2 separate regions of the Sus scrofa genome follow, and region 2 is linked to region 1. A link is a contact called in public Hi-C data. All regions are on one chromosome and are shown on one strand. The core of a region is the stretch at or near the end of the contact, and the rest is flanking DNA. Distances in the headings are between cores, read along the strand shown.

The links. A called contact is a pair of places that touch in the nucleus more often than the background predicts.
Region 2: a Hi-C map of embryonic fibroblasts shows a contact between it and region 1, with 2.6 times the contacts expected there. The contact joins the enhancer-like site here to the promoter of ENAH in region 1. A contact is called at or near these places in 10 of 47 Hi-C or Micro-C datasets (adipocytes, embryonic fibroblasts, fetal heart ventricle and 4 more) and 1 of 2 datasets of contacts at active chromatin or transcription factors (skeletal muscle).

The regions. Positions count from the first base shown.
Region 1 is chr10:13,606,376-13,613,268 of Sscrofa11.1, reverse strand. It overlaps ENAH (protein enabled homolog), which reads left to right and starts at 3,922. Exons shown (of 13, transcript XM_021064410.1): 1 at 3,922-4,398. The coding sequence starts at 4,394.
Region 2 is chr10:13,648,918-13,655,810 of Sscrofa11.1, reverse strand. No RefSeq gene overlaps it. Among named protein-coding and RNA genes, the nearest start is that of ENAH, 43 kb to the right of the region's middle. Within about 2 kb of position 3,735, at least 14 of the 83 cell types and tissues checked have an H3K27ac peak or open chromatin away from gene starts, as enhancers often do. A contact at or near this core is called in embryonic fibroblasts, where this site is marked.

The sequences.
Region 1 (6,893 bases), core at 2,673-5,172:
GCAGCATATGGAGGTTCCCAGACTAGGGGTCAAATCGGAGCTGTAGCCACCAGCCTACGCCAGAGGCACAGCAACACGGGATCCGAGCCACGTCTGCAACCTACACCACAGCTCACGGCAACGCCAGATCCTTAACCCACTGAGCAAGGGCAGGGATCGCACCCGCAACCTCATGGTTCCTAATTGGATTCAATTGGATTCGTTAACCACTGCGCCACGACGGGAACTCCCACTTTTCTCTTTTTTGATGATGTCTGTGGTATGCACAAGTTCCCAGGTGGGACCGAACCTAAGCCACAGCAGTGGCAATGTCAGGTCCTTAACCTACTGAACCACCAGGGAACTCCCCCTCCCTTTTTTGGCCTCTTCATCTTTAAGTTTTATTGAACTATAGTTAACTTACAAGGTTGTGATATTTCTGCTGTACAACAAAATGACCCAGGCCTACACATACACATATCCATTCTCTCTGATTCTTTCCCCAGAGATGATCACATTATACTGAGTAGAGTCATCTGTGCTCTATAGCAGGTGCCCATTGGCTAATCATTCCATATACCTCAGTGTGCACATGCCAATCCCACACCCCCAGTCCATCCCTGCCCCCCGCCCCCACAGCCTCTTTGTCTTTGATTAGGACGGTCCTTCCTTCATTCATTTACTTCCATACATCCAGATGCCCACCTGAAGGCCATGCCCTGGGCTGGACAACGTTTGTAAGAGACAAATTCAAATAATTTTCGCCATTCAGCCAAACCAACACAATCTCAGCTAATTTTTAAGCAGGGTTTGTCAGAAGATAATCAGCTTTAATTTTTACTGCCTTATGCCATAGGAAGGTAGTGCAATGTGGTGGAAGGCGTGATGGACTGATAATTAGAAATCCTGGGTTTGGGAGTTCCCATTGTGGCTCAGTGGTTAACGAATCCGACTAGGAACCATGAGGTTGCGGGTGCAATCCCTGGCCTTGCTCAGTGGGTTAAGGATCCAGTGTTGTTGTGAGCTGTGGTGTAGGTTGCAGATGAGGCTCGGATCCCGTGTTGCTGTGGCTGTGGTGTAGGCTGGCAGCAACAGCTCGGATTAGACCCCTAGCCTGGGAACCTCCATATGCTGCGGGAGCGGCCCAAGAAATGGGAAAAAAAAAAAAAAAAAAAAAAAATCCTGGGTTTAAATTCCAGCTCCACCACGAAGGGATTGCGTGACTGTGGGCAATTTACTTAACCTCTCTGGGCCTCGCTTTCCTTTTTTGAAAAATGAGTGGGTTGGACTTAAGATTCCTTCCATTTCTAAAATTCTTTTATTCTATATGGTAACACATTCCACAAAGTTTCCTTTGTGACCAGAATTAGTCCTTGATTTCCTAGCTCAAGTTTCTTTTTGGCTCTCTTTTGTTGTTAAACCAAATATGAACAAGAAGCAATAACATTTTGTCATGGCGAACAGATTGCCCTTCCAGTGAATGACCTTTGGAGGTCAGGCCACCCATTGCAATATCTAAATCCAAAGGGAATGGTATGACCAACTTGTGAGCTGGCAGGCTGCCATTCAAAAGGATGGAAATGGTTGTAGGCAGCCAAAATTCTTGGCTGGTACATTTTTAATAAACATAGAAAATAAGAACAGCATTTTCCACTTGGATTGCTTAATTTGGTGCCCATACCGTTGGAACATTTGCTGTAAGGATAAAGATGATGTGATATATCACTTATTTAGTACAGGATGGATTAACTTTCACAAATGAGAAGTAGGTTATGGAGTCATCTGTAAGGCATTTTTATACTTGCCTCTTGTCTCTGGCAGGAGATAGTTTGAGTCATTACAGCAAAATCTCCACCCCTTTTGGCTCTTCTTAAGAGTTTCCCCTGAAACATAAGCTCTGCTGGATTTACTGTATTGCTATGAATGGACAAAGGCAAATTGGTGTGAATTCTTTGTGGTTGAACATGTCTTATGAAAACTTTTCCAAGATGGTTCAATATGTCTTCCGATTGCTTTTCCAAGAAAACAGCCTCCACAGCAAATGTTCCTTGGTTAATTTGGAGAATCATATCAGAGGTGCATGTGTTTTAATTACAGAAATGACAGTGAGTACTTATGATAAGACAATGAACCTCACAGCAGCTATGGTTTTTAACTGTGCCTATTGTGTGAACTCATCCAATCCTTGGGCTCTATATTTCCCTGTCTTGCAATATGGCAACAAGGATATTTGACTGGCAAGGGTGTTTTAGCTCCAGAGATCCTGGAATAAAAAAATTCTGTGATGGTGAGCTGTAATTAGACATGTGGGTGGAAATTAGCATTCTTCAAGCACACCATGTGTAAGCAGAGGCACTCTGCTTTTTTGCTACCTGAGGCCTCCCTTGGTCCCCTGCCATAGCTCCAGGTCACTGAGTCTACAGGGCTGTTGGTTTGAGGCTGCAGGTTCCAAAAAGAAAAAAATAACTCAGTATTGAGTCTGAAACTGGGAAGCTTTTTATAGTTAAAACTGGGCCACATAGTTCTATTACACACAAGCAAGGCATTGACCAAGTATGACTATATAACTTGTTCACTTTTCTTTTGGAAGTGTAAATGATCTCAACTGTCAAAACTATAATTTGAATTGTACCTCTATCTTAAAATAAAACACCAAAACTTTTGCATCGATTCATGGAGTCATGGCAGGTCCTCCATTTTAGATTAGATCCTTCAGTCAGGGGAACTCAGCTGAAACGGATCTTTTCCACACTGGTTATCTTAAAAAAATACACACCCCTTCTCAGGACTACAAGAGGCCTACAATTTGTCCAGTTTAAATTTTCATCTGATTTTTGGATTTGCTTTTGTATAGCTACAAACTCCCCAAACTATAAATTCTGGCTTTCTGGATGACAACCCCCAGCCTCGCCATTGACTTTGAGTTTGCTTCGCCAGCATTTTACGTTTACCTTTTAAAGGAGGTGATTTCAAGACCAAACGAATGATGGGAAATTTAAAACTATCGTTAGTTCACAACCCTCCCCGCCCCCACTCCCGGGCCGGAATTCCCTCTTTGCTAATGACGATAGAAAGCGGTTTCACCCGCTGCGTTTCTCATCTTCACTCTTGCGGCTGTTCACGATGCCGCGCGCGTCTCCCGGCGACTGCGTTTCCCCGCGAGTTGGCTGCGTTCTTTCGGGGATGAAGTCATCCCTATACATAGTGTGTGCATATCAGCTCGTTAAATCGGCACAGCACACTGGGATTCCTCGGGAAGCAAAGGAGCGAAGCGAACAATGATGACCATATTTTCCATTTAAACGTCCCCCCTCCCCCCAACCCTGGAGGAATCGCCGGGAGCAGCGCGCGGCGGGGGCGGGCCGCAGGGCTGGTCGGGATGCCCAGCGACTGGCAGGTCCCGATCCTGAGATAGCAACAGGGCGAGCTGAGGACAAGTCCCGCGCGAGGGCACCCGGCCGCCGGCAGATCCGGAGTCCCCCGGCCCGGCCCTGTGCCCAGTCACGCATTCCGGTCGCCGCCTCCTGGTTCTCCGCGCCGGGAGGTCCCGGCGCCCCAATCTCCGCACGCCGGCGTGGGGGAGACCCGGGAGCTCCCCCAGCCTCAGGGGAGTGGGAGGCCAGCGCGGGGCGGGGGACCCACGGCCAAGGACAGCCCGGGGCGAGGAACCCCGCCGACAGCGGGTTAGGGGGTGGGCAGTCCCGATCCCAGGGGGCTGGAGGGGGCGGGGTGGCAAAGCAACAAAGAGCCTTTGCTAACCCGCCGTCGCCGAGCCCGCTCCCGCCCCTCCCCGCTCTCCGCAGTCCGGCGGGGGCCCGGGCCGGCAGGGGGTGTGGGGGCGGCGCCCGGCCCCCCGCCTCCCCCCGCCCCGCACCGCCCCCTCGCCCCCGGGGGAAGGAGGGGAGGAGGGCGGCGCCTGCGTGTTCCTCCGCCGCGCGCCCCGCCTCCTCCCGGGTTCCTCGCGGCGATCCAGACTCTCCTCCCGGGCTGCCGCAGCTGCCGGTTGCACACGGCCTCGGCGGCGGCGGGCGCGGCGGGCGCGGGCCTGTGGAGCGGCGGCCGGGCGCGCAGCCTCGGCAGGCACCCCTCCGAGGGCGGCCGAGGAAGCTCCCGGGGGAGGAGGAGGAGGAGAAGGAGGAGGTGGGGGGCTGCGGCGGCCGCGGGACCCGCTCGGCGCCTCGGCCTCTCCGCCCCCTCCCCAGCTTTTCTTTCGCCCTCTTCTCTCCCACTCCCGGCCGGCGCCGCGGCTTTGTGCGAGGAGATGGTGTAGCCCCGCGGGCGCCCGGAGGAGGAGGAGGTGGACACTTGTCTCCCGGCCCCGAGCTGCGTCTCCGCCCCTGGAGGAGAGACCCCCTTCGGCTCGGCGCCTCCCGCGACTCCCGGCTGCTGGGGAAGCCTCGGCGCGGCCGGCACCATGAGGTGAGGGGCGCGCGGGGCGGGGGCCGGCGGGCCATTGTGCCGCGGAGCCGCGACCCCGCTCTCCCGGGACCCCGCCTTCCGTCTCCCGGCCCGGCGCGTCTCCCCGGGTCTCCGCTCTCTTTCTCCCCCTCCCCCTTTGTCCCTTCTCATTTCTCTTTCTTTCTTGTAATCCTCCCCAACCGCTCTTCTTGGAGGGGGGGTCCTCGTTTCGACGTCCTCCCATTTTTCCTCAAATGCTCCTCTTTCGCCCAGGATTCCCCTTCGTAAATTTAATTTGCTCCTGGCTCTCCCCCGCCCCCCGCCGTGGCCAGCCAAACCTGGGAGATGGGGAGGGGTTCGAGAATCGAAGCGTGTATGTTGCTGGGAAACAGGTATTTTTCCGTCTAGATGTAAAAATTTCGCGCAGTTTTATTACAGAACTCTCGTGTTTAATTAAAAAAGGGAGAAAAGTTTGAAAGATCTGAAATTTCTGCGGGGAATAAAGTCCTCTGGTAGCCCTAGGTGGAGGAGCTCCGAAAGGTGAAATTTTCCGATAGTGGGGGAAGGGAACGAATTTATTAGGCTTCTCTTTGGGGGGACGCAGTAAACGGCTGGGATAAGTTGTCCGGGGTGTGTAAACGGGGGCGGGGGAGGGATTTGTTTGGAAAACGCTTTTCTCTCCTTCCTCTGTAGCAGCCTGTGTTGCATTGCAGCAGCTGCTTTTTCCTGTCCCTCTGTAATCAATAGAACAGAAGCTAGATGATTTTTTCAGCCCCAAAGAATTGAATGTACCGTCGTAAAATATTTTTTTTAACCGATACGGTGAAACATATGGTGTGATATTTTTCGTTGTTGTTTCTCCAATTGTGTAAGAGAATAAACCATGATGTGGTGTGTCATTCATTGGAGATTTTTTTCAGCCTTTCCTAAGCCCGTTTTGTGTCCATAACCACCTCTTTTTGGATTGGTGCAAGACTTCGTGAGAAATGAGTCTTGGTAGACTGAAGGCTGATCCATTCTGCGTTATCATCCTTAAGGCCTTCCTTTTAGGTTAAACAATTGGGGATAAAGTACATTACTCCATTTCTGTCTTCTGGAAGAGATAATCTTACAGTTCATTTGGATTTGAATCTCCTTTGTGTTAAAAGATTAATGGCTAACCGTTGCCAAGACCTTTATAAAGTAATACAATGAGATTTGAAAGATACAATCTACACATTCCTTCGCTTTGGCAAGAAAATGTCAAGTCATTGGAATTTTCTCATTTTAAGTAATTTCCATTTTAAACTTTTTTTTTTTTTCTGTCAAGGTTGAACACTTTACTTTCCCATTTTGTTTTTGCATATGTATTTTGTGATATAGCTGTGTTGAGTTTTCACTCCAGCTTACGGTGGATTTGAACCATGTATTTCTCTGATTCCAAGTTACAGACCTTTATTTGAAGGGTTTAAAAATTGTTTTTTAATGTTATGTTTGTAAGGGATCCCTTTTCCTTAGTGATTTCACATGCAAGTTATTTTCAAATATAATGGATCGGTTTAAAATGTAATTATGCGATATAAACCAAATATCATAATCTTTGTAAAATATGGCTTAAAAAAACTTGAGCCATGCATTTAAGCATTTTTTTAAGCATTTTTTAAAAAATCGAGTTACTGATGTCCTTGAAAACTCAGGAAATAAATGATAAAACATACATAATGTTAATAATCTCATAATACTATATGTTATTGATTTCTGCTTTAAAGATGTAAAGCTTATGGGGTCTCCCAGACCAGAATTTATCAAATTTTTCCACACTTTGGGTATGTTTTTCTCAACATTGAGAAATACGAAACAATGGAAGTAGGATATTTTAGAATAAAATCATCAGAATGTTCAGAAGTTGTGAACACAACAAAAAAGAAGTATTCAGTGCAGTTTGATCACTGTCAAGTATAGTTGTCAGTCTGTCACAGGTAAATTATGCTTTCACTTAAAAGTTCCTTTTCTAATAAAAAGTAACTTGTAATTTCTAAGCTGTTGTCCTGCTCTGTTCCTTATTCATTGCGGAAGGGGTGGAATCACACTGATGCTTTCCAGTGGCATAAATATAGAACGTGGTACACAGGTCTGAAAAGTTTGTTCAAGTAGTCTACAGTAATCCTTTGTAGGCTAATTGTGAATAATTTAAGAGGAGCAAGGAGGATCAGCTTTTCACTTTGGAAGGCATTGGATTATTTGGTAGGTGGTTTGTGCAACTCCTGTATAAACATTTCCTTAGATAACTGTAAAAGCAAGATGGTCTGTTACGGAAGTAAAAGGTACTTGTGCTGGTTGCAACAAGTTCTGGGATATTTTGGTGCTTCAGAAAGGGCTCTTCAGGTTATGTTCATATTTAACTTAGTCTCAAGGATGCTTTCAAGTACTTTAGGATGTAAAGGCTATGTTATCGTAGCCCTTCAGTTATATTAAGGAGTAGTTCTGATGTTTTACAGGCCAGCCAGAAATAGGAGTGCATGACTAGGAATTTCCAC
Region 2 (6,893 bases), core at 2,486-4,985, 43 kb before region 1:
GCCAGCCCTGCTGTGCAAATATTTTCCTTGCTATGAGGTCAGAGCTGGGTCTCCGGCCTGCCTCAGGCACACACAACCTCACACACTCCCAGCAGGCAGTTTGTTCTCAGTGTTTGATATCAATCTCTGTTCAGTATGCTTTTATATCCCGTGTTATTTTAATCCAAACCATGTTTTATTTCTTTCTAAAATCCTCTCTTGTTTCATGCTAAATGACTTTCTCATGTATCAAGTAACAATAATATCAGATACTCACCTAAGTGTCTCAAAATGCTTGGCATATGATCGTCCCACTTACTTTTTCACAACCACACTGTAAAGTGGGTCCTGTTATTATCCCCATTTACCCATGAGGAAACCGAGGCACAGATGATGAAAGAACATGTCCACGTAAAGTAACTTGCTGCGGGAGTTCCCGTTGTGGCTCAGCAGTAACAAATCCGACTAGTATCCAGGAGGACAAGGGTTCAATCCCTGGCCTTGCTCAGTAGGTTAAGGATTCCGAGTTGCCATGAGCTGTGGTGTAGGTTGCAGACATGGCTTGGATCTGGTGTTGCTGTGGCCGTGGTATAGGCCGGCAGCTCCAAGTTGACCCCTAGCCCAGAAACTTCCATATGCCACAGATGCAGTCCTAAAAGGGGGGGGGGGCGGGGGCGGATAACTTGCTGTGACTTTAGGGAGACAAGATTCCACTCAGGAGGTGGAGGTGGGGCTGTCTGGCCGCCCTCTTGTTGGCAATTCATGCTGATCTGCCAGCTTCTGATGGCTGCTGGCAATGGCTGTGGAGCTCCTACAGCGTTAGAAATGCTTGCATTTTACTAGTGTAATGACAGTTTGTAGTATCTAACCTACAGCAGTGCTTCTCAAACCATCTGTGTTGAAGGACCAGCTTTATTTTATTTTTTTAACATTTCCAAACCAGGGAGTGACAACACTTTTAAATTGCTATAAAAACTTCTAAACCCTGACTTTCGATTTCTATACTCCTTGCAGATTAACAAGGAACAATTTACAGATTAGCGCCAGTTCAAGGATGATATTTTGAGTAGCACAAGGGCATGTTATCAGCAAAATCAGTTTCATGCTTGTAGAATTTCATTTCATTCATTCAATAATATTTGTTAAGTGCTTACTACACAGCAGGGAATAAACCAGGTGCAGTAAGCAAGAACATTAGGGTTTTCACAGAGCAAATATTCTAGCAGGGGCAGCAGGCTTGCAACAATTCATTGCAAATTAATTAGTTTTTTTAGCTAAATGCTAAAAAGAAGACTAGTGTACTTGGATTTTTTATCAGGTGCCCCAAGCTAGCCTGACAGGTTAGAGAATGTTCTCTAGCGGATCTTTAATTTAGAGCTAAACCTTAAGCAGAGGGTGCAAAGCTGCTCGTGGGGAAAAAGTCTTCTGGGCAGAAGACGACATATGCAAGGGCCCTGAGGCAGAGACACAAATAGGAGGCCGCTGAAATGAACAAGGGCTATGTCCTGCAGGTCTTCAGAGGTCATGCCAAGGCCTTTATATTTTATCTTAAGAGCTAAGGAAAGCTCCAGAGGAAGTTTAGTTTAGTTTAGTTTAGTTTTATTTTATTTTATTTTTTGTCTTTGAGGGCTTATGGAGGTTCCTAGGCTAGGGTTGAATTGGAGCTGCAGCTGCCGGCCAACACCACAGCCACTGCAATGCTAGATCCAAGCCAGGTCTGCAACCTACACCACAGCTCAGGGCAACATCAGATCCTTAACCCACTGAGGGAGGCCAGGGATCCAACCTGAGTCCTCATAGTAACAAGTCAGATTTGTTTCCATTGAGCCACAATGGCAACTCCACCCAGAAGGATTTTAAACAGGGAGATGAAATGGTTGGATTAATCTTTTTAAAAGATCGTTCTTCCTTCCCTCCCCCTTCCTTCCTTCTTTTTTTTTTTAAATATTTTTTATTAAAGTATTTACATTTCTTATTTATTTACTCATTTTTGGCCACAGAAGGCAGCGACTTGATGTGGGATCGGGACTGAAATTCAGGCCGCAGCAGTGAAAACAGTGGAATCCCATTAATTTAAAGACAGTAAGTTTTCATAATAATTGCAGTGGGGAATTAACAATCCATTACAGAAATTCTCACATATGAACAAAAAGTTCAGGACTGCTCTCGTGTAGCCAAGGCGATTGTGATGTCCTTGCCTGGAAGAACACATCCTGGGGACAGTCACATCTCCAAATATGTTCTACCTCTGCATCTTCTCAGCCGCCTGTCCTCTAAGGAGCACCCTTTTTTGTCTTTCCTTTTTTTCTTTTTCTTTTTTTGTCTTTTGAGGGCCGCACCCGTGGCATATGGAGGTTCCCAGGCTAGGGGTCGAATCGGAGCTGTAGCTGCCAACCTACACCACAGCCATGGCAACGCGGGACCTGAGTCGCGTCTGCGACCTACACCACAGCTCACGGCAACATCAGATCCTTAACCCACTGAGCGAGGCCAGGGATCCAACCTGCGTCCTCATGGATGCTGGTCAGGTTCGTTAACTGCTGAGTCACAATGGGAACTCCAAAGCATCCTTTTTTGTCTTGCTTTTTGTTTTGGGTTGTTTTTTCTCTAAGCAGCATCTTAAAGAGAGCTGCTGGGTGAGGTACGTGACTAAACTGCATCCATGCCTCCCTCTTGTTCCACCACACCATTGCTCAAGCCAGTCGCGCTCCCAGCTAAACTCACCTTTGAAGCCTATTGAGAGTGGTCACGTGACCCCGTTCTGACCAATGAGAAGACAGCAGATCTGTGCCGCAGGGTCTCGGAAACCTTTTTGCTTTCCAGATCAAAGGACGACCGTTTGGGGAGTACGGCCCTGTCCCCTCCTTCCTACCTTAAAAATGAGTCCCAGAGTACTGCTGCTACCTTGCCACCACGAGGGGACAAGCACAAGGAAGAAATCCAATATGGTAAGTTTGGTGGAGCAGAAAGAACCTGAGCCCAGGATGAATCGGGCCCCGGACTGCCCACTTCCGGTCTTTATGTGAGAAAAATTAAATTCTGTATGTTGAAGCCGCTGTCTGGTGTTTTAATTCTTGCTGTTGAAAAATAATTGAGTTTTCCAACTGGAAATGGATAGTCCACAGAATCAGAACAAACCGCATAGCACGGTAATCCCCACCCCCCACCCCCACCCCGTGCTGTTCCCATTTTTGGACACTTAGATATTTCAAAGGGAACAGGCTTTTCTTTCATTTCTGACATCGCAGCACCCTTCCCACCAGGAGCTGCGACGGGGGATAAGTAGCTCTGCCTTGTATCCTTTGTTTCGAAAAAGGGGAAGGGCAGGCAGTGAGGCTTCGGGTGGAAAATGCTGATATACTACACCACATCAGAATGTGCTGTTCTCATTTATTTTTTAATACAAACCTATCTTTGCGTGTGGGCACTGGCAAAGAATTGACGGTTACGAAATATTGGGCGACGGTGGTAATATAGGAGGTAAGTGACACACAGCAAAGGAATCTTGTCGTCAAATTACACAGAACGCAAAACCATTGTGGTTCATGACATAGCTCCCACATTTTTTCCATATTTATCCAGCAGGGCTCCAGTGAAATAGATGGTGCATTCCATTTGTTAAGTGAGTATGTAACAATACTGGCCAGAGTTGGGTAAAGCAGCAAATAAGAATCATGGGACCCCACAGCCGACCTGCCTGCTACTGCTGCCTGCCTTTCCCTTCCTTGACACCATTGAGCTCCGGTGAGAACCAATGAGAAAGGTTTGTACAACCTCCGGGGGGAAGTTCAGGAAGTGGTTGTCACAAATGATGGATGCTAGTTACATTCAGCACCAAAGCGATTCATTTATCTTTATGGATATACAGGAGCAGAAAGGGTGAATTCGCAGAGAAGGCATTGCCATTCTGGACACAATGTAAAGGGCTTTTTAAAATTATTGACTGTCTTTCTTTTCTTTTCTTTTCTTTTTTTTTTTTTTTTTTTGCTTTTTAGGGCTGCACCCTGAGGCATATGGAGGTTCCCAGGCTAGGGGTCAAGTTGGAGCTGTAGCTGCCGGCCTATGCCAAAGCCACAGCAGCTTGGGATCCAAGCCACGTCTGCAACCTACACCACAGCTCACGGCAATGCTGAATATCTGACTCACTGAGCAAGGCCAAGGATCAAACCTGCATCCTCATGAATACTAGTCAGATTTGTTTTGCTGCACCACAATGAGAATTCCATCAATTGTCTTTCAAGCAAAGCAGCCTCTACTAAAAATAATTATATTTGATCAAAGTAGGAAGAATGCTACCAGTTGGTATCTCAGGGACAAAGATAGAATCAAAACAGAGTATAATCTCTCCTGCCCACAAAAGGCCTATCTATCAAAGGAGAGTTGTATTTTTTATTTATTTATTTTTTTGTCTTTTTTGCCATTTCTTGGGCTGCTCCCACAGCATATGGAGGTTCCCAGGCTAGGGGTCAAATGAGAGCCATAGCCGCTGGCCTACACCAGAGCCACAGCAACGTGGGATCCGAGCCATGTCTGCAACCCACACCACATCTCACGGCAACGCCGGATCCTTAACCCACTGAGCAAGGGCAGGGATCGAACCCGCAACCTCATGGTTCCTAGTCGGATTCGTGAACCACTGCACCATAACGGGAGCTGTAGCTGCCGGCCTAGTTCCCTAACGGGAACTCCCTCAAAGGAGAGTTTTAAAGGAACATATAGGAGTTCCAGTCGTGGCGCAGTGGAAACAATCAGGAACCATGAGGTTACGGGTTCTATCCCTGGCCTCGCTCAGTGGGCTAAGGATCCAGCATTGCTGTGGCTGTGGTGTGGCTGGCAGCTGGAGCTCCGATTCAACCCCTAGCCTGGGAACCTCCATGTGCCATGGGTGTGGCCCTAAAAAGACAAAACAATAAAATAAAACAAAGGAACATATATACTATTGAGGTGTTCAACTGAAAATACAAAATACTAAAACATGTGCATAATAAAGTCTCTTTAGCTTATAGTGAGGGTGAAACCCCAATGACGGGGTCTGGCTGAAACTCCAAATCAAGAGACTAAAGCCGAAATCCCTATGACCCTGGGGCAGCAGCTGAAGACTTTAATGTATGTTCATTTCTGTCACTAAATTTTTGGAACATCTGGAGCATGACTAATGCTTAAAGAGGTTTAAGAACTTCTAATGACACTAATAGCCATTGGTTACCACTGAAGAGTGGTCCTGCTGCCAGAAAAACAAATGACCAGGCACTTAAAACCTCTATCGGGGTAGAAAAAGGCATTTTGCCAAATTTAGTCACCTCTTAGAATCTGTGTGGTCAGTTTTCTGGAGTATTATTTGAACCTCAGATGTCCATACTTGCTTCACTGGGTAAAACAGACTTCCCGGGATTTCAAGGGAATTTTAAAGTATTTGGAAATTCTAAAAAGTTTCAAGATCCCAGTTTCGGAAATGGGGAAATATTATAAATATAGGCACAGAAAAACACACTAGAAAAATTTTTTTAAGTTAACAGCAGTTACATAGGGTAGAAGAATTATTACTTTTTTATTCATCTCATATTTTCTGAATTTTCTAATATGAACATATATTATTTTTATAACCAGAAAATTTTATTTAAAAAATTCATTAAAATGTTAAAGTATAGTTTATTTACAATGTTGTGCCAATTTAAATTTTTTTAGTAAATTATAGTTGAGAAAATTTTATAAACAATTTTTTTTTTTTTTTTTTGGCCACACCTATGGCGTGTGGAAGTTTCCTGGCCAGGGATCCAATCCATACCACAGCAGTGACCCAGGCCACTGCAGTGACAACACTGGATCCTTAACCCACTGTGCCACAAGGGGACTCCTATAATTTTTTTTTTTTTATTGCACTCGTGACATGTGGAAGTTCTTGGGCCAGGGATTGAATCTGTACCACAGTTGGGGCAACAGCCAAATCCTTAACCTGCTGAGCCATAAGAGAACTTCCTATAAACCATTTTTAAGGAAAACAAAAAAAAGATTCCTCGAACAACCAGATAACCTTCTATTGAGGAGAAACATCAGTTGATTCTGCCTTTGCCACTGATTAGCTGTATAACCTTGGTATTGAAGGTAAAACTTACAAGACTAAGTGAAATAATATATAAGTATATAAAGCACCCACAATACCCAAAGGCATATAGTAGATCCTTTACAACAGCAGTTTGCTGCATTATTCCTGCCCAAATCATATTCAGTGTTCAGAACTACATTCGGATAGCAGGAGGTGTAAAAGCCTCTTTTGATGGGAAATTTACCTGAGTTTCAAAGTGAAAGAAAACAGTCTTAGGAGTTCCTGTTGTGGTTCAGCCAAAATGAATCTGACTAGCACATCCATGAGTATCCAGGTTTAATCCCTGGCCTTGCTCAGTGGGTTATGGATCTGGCGTTGCCATGAGCTGTGGTGTGGGTTGCAGACGCAGCTCAGATCTGTCATTGCTGTGGCTGTGCTGTAGGCCGGCAGCTGTAGCCCCCATTCGACCCCTAGCCTGAGACTCTCCATATGTCTCAAGTGGGGCCTTAAAGAGACAAAAAAAAAAAAAGGAGTTTCCATCGTGGCTCAGTAGTTAACGTATCCAACTAGGAACCATGAGGTTGTGGGTTCGATCCCTGCCCTTGCTCAGTGGGTTAAGGATCCAGCGTTGCCGTGAGCTGTGGTGTAGGTCGCAGATGTGGCTCAAATCCCCGTTGTTGTGGCTGTGGTGTAGGCTGGTGGCTACAGCTCCAATTCAACCCCTAGCCTGGGAACCTCCACATGCTGAGGGAGTGGCCCAAGAAATGGCAAAAAGACAAAAAAAAACCCCAAACAAACAAAAAACCCTCCCCAAAAAACTGTCCTGAACCCAGGATCAAAGAATATTCCTCATATAGCATAGGATTCCGTG